2 separate regions of the Sus scrofa genome follow, and region 1 is linked to region 2. The links are chromatin contacts, called in public Hi-C maps. All regions are on one chromosome and are shown on one strand. The core of a region is the stretch at or near the end of the contact, and the rest is flanking DNA. Distances in the headings are between cores, read along the strand shown.

Region 1 (4,323 bases), core at 1,181-3,680, 87 kb after region 2:
CTCCCTGGAGCCCTTAAGCCACAAATGCTCATCAATAGCCACATCCAAGAACACATCGAACCCACTGACCTGAGTTATTATTCTGCCTCAGTTCGATCTAGCCAGGGGGTCAAGGAAAGCTTCCTAGAAAGTGAGATGAGACCTGAAGGAGGAGTTCACAGGGCAAGAGAAGCAAGGGCATTGCAGGCAGAGCAATCGTCCAGGTGTGAGTCCCAGTTCTGCACTGCTCACCAGGCCACTCTCCTTCTCCAGCCTGCCTCCCCTTCTGCAGGGCAGGTGCGCTCCCAGGATGGCTGACCAACCTGATGGAAGGCTAGGAAGCCGCAGACATGATGTGTTCAGCCCACATGGCAAAAGGGGCCGGGCTCTCAGCCTCTGAGGCCACATCGACAGGTCCTAGAGTTCCTGAGTTGTGTCTCAGCGGAAACGAGCCTGACTAGTATCCATGAAGATGTGGGTTTGATCCCTGGTCTCGCTCAGTGGGTTCAGGATCCGGCGTTGCTGTGACCTGTGGGGTAGGTCGCAGATATGGCTTGGATCCCGCATTGTTGTGGCATAGACCAGCAGCTATAGGTCCAATTCAACCCGTAGGCTGGGAATTTCCACATGCCACAGGCGTGGCCCTAAAAAAAAAAAAAAGCAAAAAAAACCCCCAGTTAGATCCAAAGTCCCCTCCTGCCTGCAGAACCAAAGGACCTCAGGCCCCCTTTGGAGGTTTCCTCCTCAGTGTCTTGGGACATCCCTAGAGCGGAGTTTCACAATGCTCCCAGCGCCCTTGAGTCTCTGACTTTTCCTGCTGCCACAGGCTGCTCCAGGCCATGGTGCCACCTGCCCATGCTCTCTTGGGCTCCTGTTTATGTCATTGCCACCAATCTGCCCCCTGACCTACCCCACTACCTCTACCTGCAGTGCCATTTCTGTGCAGTTCCTGCCCACGTTTGCCCCACTGCTGCTCCCCGAGCCTTCCAGCAAGCCCTCTGTGGCTCTGGCCTTGCCAGCTCACACCTCGCCTTAATCGTGGTCAGGCTGGTGACTCAGGACATCTATTGTCACCAAGTGGGAGAACATGCAAGGTGGCCAGGCACGTTCTGATGAAGCCAGGCTCTCTTGGGTACCCAGTGCGGGCAGAGCTAGGTCAGACGGCAGGGTGGCAAGCCTAAGGTGGGATCAGGGGGGCCAAAAGACGTGTGGGCAGGAGGCCGCCTGAAGAACGACTTCTCTAACTTTAGGATTCAGCCTTTCGGCTGCCCTTGGAGAGACGAGCTGCCCGGGCAGCCACAGCAAGACTCCAGCGAGCAGTGGTTCTTCCAAACAACTTTGGTGCAAGACCTCTCGGCCATTCACCTTCTCGGCCCTGAATCATTCCTTTCCATGTCGGGACTATTGCCAACCTGGGGTCAGGTCCCCCAGAGTAATAAGTGAAGACATTGGTTCCAAGATAAGAGAGGAGCTGAGCATGAAAGGAGTTCAGGCTATCATCACCACCAGGGCCAAGACAGGGACCCTGGGGACAGAACCAGAGGGCTGAGTCCTGTGTGCAGCCTTGGTAGTGTCTCAGTCCATCCCTGGGCAGAGTCCAGGGGATGGGGCAGGGAGGGCTGCTCAGGTTATTTTTTCCCAGGGTTGGCGCTTCAGCCCAGCTGATCTTTGCTACAACATTAACTGCCATTTCAGCAGGGTCAGGTGCCAGGGGCAGAAAAAACCAGGTACAGATGAGCATGGTTTGCACTCTAGTTATACAGTTGACTTAACAAACACTTAGACAGCACTTGACGCCTTGTGGCAAGCACGTTCTGAGAGCTTCACAAACATTAACGCACTTAACCCTCATTGCACCCCTACGAAGTTCGTCCCAACTGTTACCCATTTCACCAGGGAGGAACCTGCGGGCTCAGAGAAGTGACGTCATGTGCCCAAGACCACACAGCTGGTGGGTGACAGATTGAAGCCCTGCCAGTCTGGCTCCTGGGTCATCACTGCTCAAGGCAGGGCTGTTTGTCCCAGAAAGCTGTCTTTGGTGTCCCTCCCCTAGGTGACTTCAGCGAGTCTATCTGCTTGTCCTTGGGGATGGCTAATACATTGGCGGGAATGGGGCTTTTTTTTTTTTTTTTTTTTTTTTGTCTTTTTAGGGCCACACCAGTAGCATAGGGAGGTTCCCAGGCTAGGGGTCCAATCGGAGCTGCAGCTGCCAGCCTACACCACAGCCACAGCAATGTGGGATCCCTAACCCACTGAGTGAGGCCAGGGGTCGAACCCACAACCTCATAGGTCCTAGTTGGATTTGTTTCCGCTGTGCCACAGTGGGACTCCTGGGGGTGGGACTTGGCGCAGGCATTTCCCCAGTCCTTTGGTCTCCAGGCAGCACTTCATTCCCCCTCCCAGTCTATCCTCAGGCTCTGGGCTCTGCCCTCTGCTTTTACTCCTGGAGGCGGAGTTCCCTGAACCGCTGCACTCATTTATGATATTCAGATGGCTTATTCGAAAGCTGCCTTCAACTCGTTATGGATGTAAGCAGAGTGTAAATACATTAAAAATAAGATCCAGGAGTTCCTGCTGTAGCGTCTCTGCAGTGCCAGAAGGTAGGTTCAATTCCCAGCTCAGCTTGGTGGGTTAAGGATGCAGCGTTGCTGCAGCTGCAGCAATCCCGGCCTGGAAACTTCCATATGCCATGGAGGCGGCTGAAAAAAGAGGAAAAAAAGATCCAAAGGAATGGGTGGTTTGCTTCTGGGGTCCTCTAGGCTAGGCTGCACCTGTCCGTTGGGTCTGTTTGTCTCTCGGAAGTAGTGCTTTCTGGTCAAGGGGTGTTGAGGGCACTTAGTGGGCACTGCCCTCTGATGCGGTAGGTGGAGACAGGGCTGGCCTCAGTTTGCCCACTTCCCCCATGGGGAGTCACGCTAGTTGGGAGTGACCCGCACGGCAGAGGATTAAAGACGTGTTCTAGGCAGAAAGGGCAGTCCAGTTAACCAAATTTGTCTTCTGGGAGCCCCCAAACTCCCTTTTCTGGTCTTCTTTCGTCTCCGGTATCATCCCCGCATCCCTCCAGATAGTCCTTTGGGGGCCTTCTTTCCCTCAGACGCGAATGGCATTGACAGCTGCCTGGAACCCCAGCGTCCCCATCATTCGGAGAGGAGGGCAGTCTTCCCCTCTGCCGGTGGCTCTTAACACTTTCACAGAGGGAACTTTCCTGGTGGGACTCGCCTCTCAGTTTAAAAGAAGTCACAGGCACGGGCTTTTTCTGACACGGGCCAGCTTGGAGGAAGAGGGAGGATAAACATCAATCTCGAAAGCAAAAGTGGGGCTGAAGCCAGAGCCCGGGGTGAAGGAGCTAATGGGAAACAGCTTGCTGGAGGGGAGGGGACAGAATTCAGGAATGACCGGGGCTGGCTGCAAAGGGGGGGCTGGGAGGAGCAGGCTGATGGAGACCAGCTGCTGCTCCTGTCTCCCGAGATCTTTGGACTCTGCCCGGGGAGGCCTCACACCCTATCTGGGCGCCTGGGGGCCAGCAGTCTTCTCCACCCAGACCCACTCTCCAGATCTTCAGAAACAAAAGAGCAGAGAAGGACTCCCATCCACCAGCTGGACGCCTTCCTCCCATCGCCAGCCCCCACAGCCTGGCTGCTCTTGCCCCGGAAAGGCCTGGAGGAAGACGCCAGGGAAACAGCCCTGCCCACTCTCCCCTGACCCTCCATCCATCCAGCACCGGCGTCTGAAGATCCATGGCCCAGGCGTGCTGGGGCTGCTACCCCTGGCTTGTCCTCATCTGTGGTACGTGCATCCCCATCTTTCGCTCGCACACTGGGAGGGCAGGTCCAGCTGGAGAGCAGCTCTGGCCTCTCCCCTCTGGGCTCAGAAAGGGTGGCTGTGAAGGCTGGACCCAGGGTGTCTCTCTCTCTTTTTTTTTTTTTTTCTTCTTGGTCCCCCTCTGTCTTGAGGAAGAGGAACCCCAGGGCCCAGAGTCTCCTGGGAGCCCTTGAGACTCAACTCGAGTGCAGTTTAGTCCCTTTCCACTCCCACTTGTTAAAGAAAAAAAACTGATTCTAGCCCGAGTAAGGAAGATTTTATTCAAGACTATTGCAATAGGGGCGCTGCCATAGGGGAGTGAGATCGGGCTCAACTCTGAACACAGCAAAATGGCTGAAGACTTCTTGTCAAGGAGCAGAGTGCGAGGGGATCAGTGGGTGGAAAACGAGCAAGAGGAGACATCAAGGGTGGGGAGATTCTCACTAAATTGATATAAGAGGATTCGTAATGAGGGCAGGTCAAAGTGATAGGAATCGAGATTGGGAGATAAGGAATTTGACCGATAGCAAGGTTCATGAGATA
Region 2 (4,778 bases), core at 503-3,002:
GACCACTGGACAGCTAGCTGAAGGCAGGTGGTGCCAGATCCAACCAATTCACCTTTCTGAGAAGCCAGGCAGAGCTCCCAGGGCCAGGGCAGTGCCAAAAGGCAAGAGCAGAGAGAGGAGGTGACCTACAAAGAGAGAAGTGGCGCCCCGCCAGGTCCCTCACAGGCTCCAGGGCTGTAGGACATCCTTCTGTTCTGAAGAATCTGGAACCAAGTAGCGCCCTGGGCCCTTCCTCTAAGAAACTTACTGTCCTGCTCTCTCCTTCCCCCTGCACCCCTCTTCCTGCGACTCCAGCCCTGGCACTGGCATTAGTCCCCCTGGTCCCCGCCTGCCTATTCTGCAGTGACAGCCAGATCACAGGACTGTGGCAGCTGGAGGTAAGAGCTGGCAGCCCCAGGAGACACTGACGCACGGAGGACAGGCAGCCCTGTCTGGGGCTGCTGGGGTGTGGGTGGGGACCAGGCCTGGAGAGGGTGAGGGAGCACGGGTGCCAAGTATGCCAGGTGGGGGTGTGGTGCAGGTGGGGGCGAGTTGCATGGAGGTGTCAGGTCGGGCGCTGCTTCCTGGTTTGGTGCCTGGAGACAGAGACTGAGGTCAAGCATGCCCATGCCTGGGGCAGAGAGGAGGCCGGGGCCAGGATATCGAAGAACCGAATCCCTGGTGGGGAACAGAGACTGCGAGGAGGGCCTTCTGCGTGGGAGCAGGAGAGCAGACCAGACAGGACTTGGGGGTAAGGGAGGAGACCAGCCTGGCCCGGCCCTGCCTGGCCCAGCCCAGGGGAGGCTGCCTCTGCTCACATGCAGGCTGAAAGGAGCAACAGCTGGGCTCCACGCCGCCGCCCTCGCCGCGCGCTCCTGCCTATGCAACAAGTGTCACGTCTGCATCTTGGCACATCATCCCCAGTGGCCCGCGCCCCCAGACCGGCCGGCGGCCCCTAACCGCTGGGAACCAGAAAACCTTCCACGCAGGAACCCAGCCCACCGGACTCAGGTCAGTTCCCTCCAATGATCCACCAGGGCAGCGGGACGTGCCCCCCCCCTCCCCGCACATGCTCTCCACCACGTGGGGTGCGGGGCGCCGGACACCGAGAACACGCCCGCGGCCCTGAGCTCCTCAGGATGCAAGGGGGAGCCAGGAGGGGTCGGGCGCCGCGGGGGTGATGCCCCAGGCCGAGCCGAGCACCCCGGAAGGAGCGGTGCCCGCGGCCGGCCGGCCCCTGGCCCCGGGCGCCTTGTCAGTCGGCCGCCCGGCGCGTGGCGGCTGCTGCACGGCTCGCGCCCGGCCCCCCGGGAGGCGGAGAGAGCGCGATCGTCGGGGCGGAGGGCAGGGAGCGCGCGGGCTGCCGCCCAGGCGAGCGGGAGGGCGCGCACTCACCTCCACACACCGCGCTCAGGGAGAGCCAGAGCAGCAGGAGCGCCTGCACGCAGAGCCGAAGATTCATGCTGCTCCTCCGGCCGCCGCCGCGCAGCCCTGGCCAGGGGGCGGGGGCGGAGAGGCCGGGAGCCCCGAGGCCGAGCGAGGCGCGAGCCGCGGCTTGTGCGTGCGGGCGCGGAACTCGCGTGGCTCCCGGGCCGCGAGACCGTGCGCCCCGAGCCGCGCCGCGGGCCGCTGGCCGGCCGCCTCCTCCTCTCTCCCGCAGCCTCCCTCTGCGCCGCGGGGCAGCGCCGCCCAGCTGGCCGCGGCGGCTCCGGGGGCGGCAGCGAGCTCTTTCCAAGTGGCTGACTGCTCGGCCGCGACTCCAACGGCCCGTGGCTCAGGCTGCCAGCGAGAATGCGCCCCGCTCACTCCAGGGGCTGCATTTTGTAGCCTGTGGCTTGGCCGCGAGCCCACTTGGTCATGTGGTCATCGGGAGGGCTGGAGGGGGGCCAGGAAGAGGGAGAGGGAGCGAGCCTCCCGCACCGCCCCCTCCCGGCGGCACGCACTAGGCAGCCCCAGCCAGGGCGCGAGAGGGAACCTCGAGGTGGCCCCACAACAAAGGCTGCGAGGCCGCTCCGACAGCCCACAACCGCTCCCCGGGACAATGCCCGCCTGGCCAGGGGCCAGAGGGTTTGGAGACCTGAGGGATTTCAAACACAGGAAGCATTTGGGGCAGTGGAGGGGCATATTTAACCCTTTGTCACCAGGCTTCCTTAACAGTTGTCAAGAAACCCAGGGTGCTGCCCCCACTCACCCGCCCTCCCTCTGATCTGGTCCTTTCCCACTGCCGCTCAGTAGCTGTAAGGACTTGGCCAAGACCCTCACTCATGGGCCCTCTGCTCTCCTCTGCATCTGGGTTTCAGTCCTGCCCAAGCCTGCCTAACTGCCCAGCGTCCCCATTTCTCCTTTCGCCGGCCCCCCCAGGAGACACCCTCTACCTGGAGTGCCCCCACCCCACGCCATCCCATTCTTCCGCTGAGTTCTTCAAGACTTAGAGCTGCGCCTCCAATCTCATCTCATTTCATTCAGAAGACTTGCCAGGATGACAGTAATCCAGGAGAGGCCGCCCCTGGGCTCCTCTTCACCATTGGGACATGCAACAGCTTCTATGGCATCCCCTCTCTTGCTCCCCATCATCATCAGAGGCCTTTTACCCAACTCCAAACAGTCTGGGCTGGATTCATTGTGCATGTACCCTTTGTAAGTGGGTCCTGAAGTTGCCTCCCTTCCCAGACCAGATTGTCAGCTCCTACAGCCTGGGGGCCCCCGACAAAAGAGACTCCGTCTTTCACGACGCTGGGAATCCCCTCAGATAGGACCTTGTCTCTTTATGCTTCTGCATCTCTCCAAAGTCCCCAGTATCGGGCTCTGCACATAGGTGGCACTCAACACATGTTAAAAGCCTAAATCAAAGGTGTTTCCACATTTCAGCCAGCCAGGCGGTTTGCTCAATATGCAAGCCCAGATTTCCACACAAAAAAAAAACACAGCCATGTGTATGGTGCCACCAAAGATAGGAGGGACCACAGTAGAGGTAGCGTATTTTTGAAATGTTAAAACAATCCAGTATAAGCACAATTTTTAAAATCAGTCTCCCTCCACGTTTGTCAGCTCCATAGCAGGGATCTCTGCTTTGTTCACAGCTGAATCCCCAGACCTAGGCAATGCCTGGGACATGGTTGGTGGTCCCTACATAATTTTGAAGATACACACGAACTTTTCGAAACCATTCCTATTGTGTATGTCAAGGTAGTGGGAAGGGAATAAATAGGGTTCTAGTTCATGGCCTATGGCCCCATTACCCCAGTCCAGTAGCGAAAAGGCGGAGAGGTGGGAGGGAGAGCACCTCGCTTCATTTGTGAGGCCCAGGCAGGGAACAGGGGGCATTAGCAGCCCTCCCTCCGTGCTGCCCCTGGAAAGAGCCTTCAACCCAGGAGGAGAAACACCGGATCTCTCATCTCCACCCTTATCTGCTGTAGGGCCTTGCTGCTGTCACTTAAATGTACCAGACCTCTTGGGGATGGTGATCTCCATGCTTCCCGATGCAGTGCTGGCATGGGGTCGAATGAGATAATAAAGACACCATGCAAATTGGGAATCAACTCTTTGCAAGATGGTTTTTAGGGACCATGATCCTCCAACACCTGATTGAACAAGTCCATACATTTGCAGAGGAGTGTCTCCATAACTAGGTTCATAGAAGCATTCAGATTAAAAAAAAACAAATGAAAGAAAGAAAGCAAGCATTCCCGCTATGGCACAGTGAGTCAAGAATCTGACTGCAGTGGTGGAAGCGCAGGTTTGATCCCCTGCCTAGAGCAGCGGGTTAAGGATCAGGCATTGCCATAGGTCGCAGCTTTGGCTCAGTGGCTCATATTCAGTCCCTGGCCAGGGAACTTCCATATGCCAAGGGTGCAGCCATTTTTTTAAAAAAAAGAAGAAAAAGGAGTCCCTGCTGTAGCACAACAGAATCTGTGGCCTCTTGGGAGTGCTGGGATGCAGGTTCCATCCTCGGCCCGGCACAGTGGGTTAAGGATCCAGCATTGCTGTGGCTTAGGTAGCAACTGCGGCTCAGATCTGATCCCTGGCCTGGGAACTCCATACTCCATGGGGCAGGCTAAAAAGGAAAAAAAAAAAAAAAGAAGAAAAAGCATTCAGATTTATTTAATTGCTCCTTTGCTAGGGTGTGTATGGGCTATTTGCTAAATGACTAAGGCTTTCCAATATAATATGATAGATACTAACAACATATTTATTTATTTATTTATTTGTCTTTTTGCCATTTCTAGGGCTGCTCCCGTGGCATATGGAGGTTCCCAAGCTAGGGGTCGAATCGGAGCTGTAGCTGCCAGCCTACACCAGAGCCACAGCAATGCTGGATCCCAGCCGCATCTGCAACCTACACCACAGCTCGCAGCAACGCCAGATCCTTAACCCACTGAGCAAGGCCAGGAATCGATCCTGCAACCTCATGGTTCCTAGTCGGATTCGTTAACCACCGAGCTACGACGGGAACTCCAACAACATTTTAAATAAAATGAAAAATTAATTTCCTGGGTGGCACTGGCCACATTTCAATTGCACAATAGCCACCTGCAGCTAGGGGCCACTGTATTAGACAGCACAGAATAGAACTTTTCAATTTCTACAGGAGGTTCTACGGGACAGTGCTGGATCAGAGCACCCCAATCATTCTTTTTCCTATAATTCTTTTTTTTTTTTTTTTTGGTCTTTTTAGGGCTGCATCTGCGGCATATGGAGCTTCACAGGCTTGGGGTAGAATAGAAGCTGTAGCCGCTGGCCTATGCCACAGCCACAGCAACACCAGATCTGATCTGCAACCTACACCACAGGTCATGGCA

The links. Hi-C and Micro-C count contacts between places; a contact is called where the count stands out from the background.
Region 1: a Hi-C map of liver shows a contact between it and region 2, with 4 times the contacts expected there. The contact joins the promoter of XPNPEP2 here to the promoter of APLN in region 2. A contact is called at or near these places in 1 of 5 promoter capture datasets (liver) and 8 of 47 Hi-C or Micro-C datasets (embryonic fibroblasts, liver, mesenteric adipose tissue and 3 more).

The regions. Positions count from the first base shown.
Region 1 is chrX:106,331,395-106,335,717 of Sscrofa11.1, forward strand. XPNPEP2 (X-prolyl aminopeptidase 2) reads left to right here and starts at 2,431. Exons shown (of 22, transcript NM_001004048.1): 1 at 2,431-2,579; 2 at 3,521-3,765. The coding sequence starts at 3,717.
Region 2 is chrX:106,244,811-106,249,588 of Sscrofa11.1, forward strand. It overlaps APLN (apelin), which reads right to left and starts at 1,753. Exons shown (of 3, transcript XM_003360446.4): 1 at 1,375-1,753. The coding sequence starts at 1,441.